Regions from separate parts of the Columba livia genome. Here region 2 is linked to region 1. The links are chromatin contacts, called in public Hi-C maps. All regions are on one chromosome and are shown on one strand. Each heading gives the region's core, a stretch centred on a gene start, on an enhancer-like site or on the middle of the called end of the contact. The rest is flanking DNA. Distances are from core to core; before and after follow the strand shown.

Evidence for each region. A called contact is a pair of places that touch in the nucleus more often than the background predicts.
Region 2: a Hi-C map of crop shows a contact between it and region 1, with 3 times the contacts expected there. The contact joins two enhancer-like sites. A contact is called at or near these places in 2 of 2 Hi-C or Micro-C datasets (crop and liver).

What each region holds. Positions count from the first base shown.
Region 1 is chr12:7,334,298-7,337,503 of bColLiv1.pat.W.v2, reverse strand. No RefSeq gene overlaps it. Among named protein-coding and RNA genes, the nearest start is that of MBNL3, 9.0 kb to the left of the region's middle. Within about 2 kb of position 1,628, at least 1 of the 3 cell types and tissues checked has an H3K27ac peak away from gene starts, as active enhancers do.
Region 2 is chr12:7,533,534-7,536,739 of bColLiv1.pat.W.v2, reverse strand. No RefSeq gene overlaps it. Among named protein-coding and RNA genes, the nearest start is that of STK26, 17 kb to the right of the region's middle. Within about 2 kb of position 1,654, at least 1 of the 3 cell types and tissues checked has an H3K27ac peak away from gene starts, as active enhancers do.

The DNA.
Region 1 (3,206 bases), core at 379-2,878:
TGCTCACTGCAGAAGGCTCAGCCGAGGAAGAAATCACCCCCTGAACACCTGACACAGGGCAGTCCAGTTACAGAAATCAGTTCAACCATTTGCGGGTGTGAGCTTAGATTTGGGTTTTTTTTCTTTGTTTTTTTTTTTTTTAAGCGTTTCCACGTTGTTGAAATGGCCTCGGCTTGCTCAGCTGTTTGTTCCTTTGCATTAATGCAGTCGCATTTGATTACTTGAGGGGAAAAAAGTCCCTTTTGATTGCAGGGCTACTGCCAGCTGTGCAGAGCCAGCCTCACAAGCTGGTTCTCACCCAGCCCTCCCCACACTTGCACACATCCTGTATACACACATATATATACAATACATGTATACATGAAGCTTCCCCGGGCCCACCAGCTCACCAACACCCCCGCCTGCATGTTCTGCCCCTAAGAAGATCCCTCCATTCCCACACACCTGGAGACAACAGCATCATCCGTGGGGGCACCTGGGTGCTGTTCAACTGGAAGAGCATGTGCTGAGCTCCTGCAGTTCCCGAACACTGAAAAGCCAACCAGCTGGGCTGGTCTTTCCCTGCTTTTTATTTTCACTAGTTCCCCATCCAATATCTGCTGTAATAAAAAAGGTAAATCAAAAAAACAATGAGTTCTGTTTGAGTGTTGTAAACTGGGTGAACAACTGCTATTCCTGGGCAAAATGGGAAGCCTTGCCAAGAGAGCCATAAAAGCAGAGTTTCCACTCTGAGTTGCTGCATTATTTGCAAAGAGCAGCTTCTGCCAGCCTTGCTGCTCTTTTTCTAACTAAAGTAGGTACAGTAGCGGGGAACAACACACAGGACACAGCTCTGTCCGTCAGTGCTCTGCTGTGACTTCACAGAGCCTGAGATGCATCCGAGAAGGAGAAAAATTGTTTCCTAACGATGCCCAGCATGCAGGGGAACCCAAATATACGCTGTCCCTGGTGTGTCCCCTCCAAATCGCAGCATCACCTCTGAACACAGCCAGCTCCATCCCTCCTGGAGACCTTTTCCTGCAGATCACAGCATCAACAGACACTGCATCTGGTGTGCATTTCAGATCACATTGGAATAATGTCCACCTGCAATTTAAATAAACCTTTCTGGGTCATCAGTGGACTCAGGATGTGACTGATGCTGAGGAGGCATCTCCTTTTCCCAAATGGGTCTCCATTTCTTCCTCCAGAGTCACTGCTCCAAGCAGAAGCATGTGCCAGGCTTCACCAGAAGCTAAACACTGCCCTAAATTTGATCTTGGGCCAGCCTGCACATTCCCCACCATACCAAAACACACAGATGTTTTGTTTAAGCATTACTCAGCTATTTTTTTTTCCCCGTGATTTTCAAAAGATGCCCTAATCACTGTGGGAGAGCAGCAGAGGCCGGGAAGGGTTGCTGCTCCTTGCATCACCACAGCTTAAACACGTGATCCTCAAAATGCGACCGTGTGCGTATCCCACCCGCTGAGCTGTGCATCCGCTGCCGTGTCACGGCTCGGCTGAAATCCTGGAAAGCCTTCCCGGCTGGTTGGCCGGTGTCTGCTTCTCTCTCCCAGCGGTTGCTGGGTTTCTTTATCCCCAATGACAGGTCTTTTGGGGAACTGCATCGTCAGACCCAGAGCTCCTTTGAAACTTCGCACAGCTGGGGGCACAAAAAAAAGCACAGGACCATGAGGAGATAAATAAATAGGAGATGTCTGCTCTTTGCTGAGAATAACCATGCTTGAAGCGAGAAAACTTTTGTCTTGTTTTCTGTTTTATCAGTGGAACAGCACTTGACAAGACCTCTGCTCGGCTTTTCTTTTCTTGTTGTTCAGAGGGAAATATTTCTGCCTTAACAGAGATGATGTTTCCTTACAGACAGCAAAGCAGCCCTTGCCCGAGCTGCAGCACAGACAGCTCATCAAAGCTGTAACAAAGCTGCTGTTGTACTGTCACACAGCAAAGCAAACAGCCCGCGCCTGTTATCATTCACGCCTCACATATGCAGCACTGTAACGACCATTAATAACAGCATGGGCCCAATTCTCATACCCCTGCACTGATTTCAGCCTTGTTCTATTAACAGCCCCACTCTTCTCCACAAAGCCGTAAGTACAAGTTGTCACTGCGATGATACAGCCCTTGGAGCAGCTGTATGGCATCGCAGCGCATTAACCTCCTCCAGGCTCCATCGGTGCGTGGGGGTTATATCACCATTTCCTAATATTAGCTCCCAGAGGAGATTAAAAAAAATATATTATCTGCATTTCTGTCATCATAAATCAGCCTTTATAAACAAGCATCATTCAGCTGAGGAAAACGGAGGCCCAGCAGGAGGTTGGAAGCTGGAACTTGGCTGGTGAGCTGGGAAATCCCATTCCCTGTTTCCCAACATAAAGAAGGATCAGGCAGAAGAAAAGTGAAGGAGCTCCCTTTCCCCCAATGACTCCTCTCCGTGGGAAGCTGAAGATACTGGGAGATATTTTAAGAAGAGATTAGGCAAATTTGTGGGTGATGAGCAGGCAGGGACCACTGCAGTCCACTCCTGCTCCTGCACTGGAAAGCAAAGATACTGGAAGCAGGAGAAAAAGCTGGAATTTCAGACAAAACAAGGCTGAAAATACAATTTCCAGTCCCCTGAGACATTTTTATTGGGTCCTCGATACCTTTAACAGCAGCAATTTGTCCTGCTGAGAGCATATACTCTGTAAAAGCATTTCCCGGCTACATCCACAATGTTTTGGTGTGGAGCAGGAATACAGGGCAAACATCCAAAAGGACCAACATCACCTAACCAGGGACATTCCCAAAATTCAGCATTTTGACGCAATTGAAATAAAAGCCTTTTTTTTCCCCACCTCAAAATGTGACAAACTTCAGCGTGTTCATAGAATCATAGAATAGTTGGCTTTGGAAGGGACCTTTAAAGGTCACATAGTCCAATCCCCCTGCAATGAGCGTAAGCAAGAAATACACTTTCAACAAAACTGCTCCTCAAACTGCTTTGTTTCGGGGTTTGCTCCTAAAGACCCGCATTTTCCCCGGGAGTGGCAGGGATCGGGGAGGGAGGAAGGGAATAACCTAATGAAATTTAACAAGGGTAAGTGTAGAGTCCCGCATCTGGGCAGGAACAATCCCAGGTTCCAGTATAGGTTGGGAAATTACATATTAGAGAGCAGTGTAGGGGAAAGGGACCTGGGGGTCCTGGTGGACAACAGGAT
Region 2 (3,206 bases), core at 405-2,904, 200 kb before region 1:
AGCTGGTAACATAGCAGTTGGATAGAAGGGCATCTGCCTTTCTGTATGTGGGACTTCAAGGGCTATGTTTGAGACTGGCTTGGAGCAAAAATCCTGCAGCCTTTGAAACACTGGGACTTTTTTATCAGGTGTATAATGTTATTTGTGTTTGTTTGTTTCTGGGGTGTGTGTAAAATGGCATTGATCATCCATTTATTAAAGCTTAGATAAGGCTGAAAGAGTTGTCATGGTACCACCTGCCTTGTGCTCTTCTGCTGAGCAGTGCCAGGACAGAGAACTCTTGGTGAAGGTTTGTCCAACTTGTAAAAAAATCTCGTGAAAGAGTCTCCCAAATGTTCTGTCCCTCTGTTTTATTCTCTTTAATTGGAAAACTCCCCCAGTAACTGACCTAAATTGATTTTGCTGCAAATTAAGTTGCCTTCTCTTTCATCGCATCACTAGGGACCATGGTTGTTTAGCATCTTGTCTGCCCTCTGATCATGTTGACATGAGTTCTGTCTCTGCTATTTTCTGCTTTGAAAATAAAAAAAAAACAACAAACCACAAACCCTGAATCTTTCAACTGTGTCTCCCAAGTTATGTTTTCTAAATAATTCATCATTCCTGTTGTTCTTCTCCAGAGCTGAGTGTGTTGCTGTCTAAGCCAGACTGCATCACCCCCAAGTCAGCACAATTACCTTATTTGTCTCTCAGTTGTCTTTTCCCAAGTCCATCCAGAATTAGTAGCTTCTCCTTCTTTTTGTGGTAACGGATTGTTGGATAGCTGCTCCTCAGTTCCTGGCTTCCTACAATTTGTGAGCTTTTTTGCGATGCTGCTGCCCTGTCATTTACTCCTTACTGCAAAATTGATTTCTCCTTTCTAAGAAGAATGCTTTTAACAATTTTTATAGGATTGCATGTGTTGCTGTGCCATTTAGAAAACTGCTGAATTTTTTTTATATTATAATTGTGTCCCTAAACGTCTTTCTAACCATTCCTCCTTTGATAGAATCCTTGGAGTGCCTTCTTTACAGGATGAAATTGTTTAAACTGTTGAATAAAACTGCTAACCTGACATTCCTGTGGAATGGCAGCATTTGCTGTCCTGCTGGTGGTCAAGTGCTCTTTAAGAGGTGGGGTTTTTTTAGCCGGTTGCATATCCATCTCAATAATTAACTGTTGTGTTTCCTCAAGCTAATTAGAAGGATGTTGCCTCATACATTAGGCCTATCAAAAAGGGAAGCTGGATTGATTTGGCACAAACTGTTCTCAATGGCTGGTAAACAATGTGAAGGAGGGATTAAAAAGAATTGTTTATGTTATTCCAGAATTACCCTAGGGCTAAAAGTTGGACAAATGGATGGATAATTTCTTGGATGTTTCCTTTCTGAAGACAAACATGATGTTTGTCCTTTGGTTTTTAAAGACCTCTCCTGTTTGCTACAGGCCTTAAAGAAAACTGCCTGTGTTCCAGCTTGCATCAGTGTTTAGATTGTTATGTGCTGCAGGATTAATGAGGCCCTGCCCACTTGAAGACATCCACTTATCTGAATGTTCTCCAGCCTGTTCATCTGGATGTAGGTTTATTTGTTTGTTAAAGTTAATTTTCTCTGGTTATAGATAATCCTTTTCGGAAAGGCTAAAACAAAAGAAAAATCAGCTGCACCAAGCTTCACTGCAGCTCATTCTGATCTTTCCCGTCGGGTCATGAGCCTGCACTTCATTTTCCTTTAGCTTGTAAGGTACCTAAAGGTTCTTTTCTTGTCTGTTTTGTCCCCTGTTAATCCAGGCTTGTTTTAGCCTGTTGCTTTCGTGCTCTCAGCCATGCTGGAAGCTGTGGTTCAGAGCTCCTTTCCCGGTGGGATGAGGGCTGGAAGGCAGAGGAAGGGCATGCCCGGGGTGAATGAGAGGCATCAGCACTCACTGAGACAGTGACCACAAATTACAGCGTATATAAAACAGGCTTTATTATCTACTGCCTGCCAAGCCAGGCTTCTCCTTCTGGTCTTCTGCCCTCATTACTCTACCAAATATGGTACAAGTGCCTGGTGGGAAGGGAGGGAGGCAGAGTCCTGCCGGTGTGCACGTCAGCCCCTTCTGACATGCAGCTTTCCCTTGCTCTGAGTGTCCTCAAAGGTGGTTTGATGTTGCTCCTAAATAGTTTCCTGGCTTATTTTATTTACATGCCATGTATTCTTGCACATCGCCAATGGTAATTTAAGAAAAAATGTTTAAAAAATATTTGAAAGTGGATGCAATGCAAATTTTTGCTCTGTTGTTGTGCTGTTGAGGTAGAACAAAAGTAGGGAGAGTACTCTGAAAAACAGCAGTCAGGGAGTTTGGGGCCCTGTTAGGCTCATATAAGATGCACTGTAAGTAGTAACAGATAATCAGCCTGCTAGGGCCCAACTTCATGATACTGCTCTTTAAATGGTATTATTTACACCTTCAACCTTTTATTTTATACATAAGTGGGAAAGCTGTATAGCATCTTCTTAATGCATGTGAGGTTTTTGATATTAATTTTATTTACACAGACTTTCAGAGCTGCAAATTCACCATAACAACATACTGTTGGATACATACGAGTCCATACACTGGAATTAGCATGAACGTCTCCCCCCTGGGTGATGGAGGTGTAGTTTACACAACCCGGAGCTGATTCAGCTATCGTACAGTTTTGCTTCTTCTTGAAGGTAGGGTCACACCCTACCTGGGATTAGGAAAGAGCAATTGGTAAGAGCAGCTGAGAGCGTTGTCCCTAGCGCAGAGCAGACCTTCACTGAGCTGTTTTCCTTCCCACAGGCATGGGTGGGCAGCCCAGAAGGGGGTGCGATGCCGGCTGCTTCCGAGCAGAAGTAGCGATAGCGTTCAGCCGAGGATCCAGCACGCATCCTGCTGCGCTCAGCTGCGGTGGGTCCGGCAGGGCAGGGAGCTGGAGGCGGATGGCCACCGCTTGCTGCAGCCCTGCAGTTCCTCCCTGGGCGCCTCCTGGGGTGCTCTCCCCCAGGCACGGCTGCTCCCAGCCTTTCAGCTTTCACACCTGTCTGTGCTCACCCAGCTCTCCAGCACCAGTGTGCAAGGGAGAAATTGTCCTCTGGTAATGGGATTATAGTGTCTATCTGGATGATCTGGAATATGATCGTGATTATTCATATTTAAATAACAGACATGACAACGCAAGGTTGTTTTCAGAATTATTTCATAAAAGTGCTTCTGCTTATATC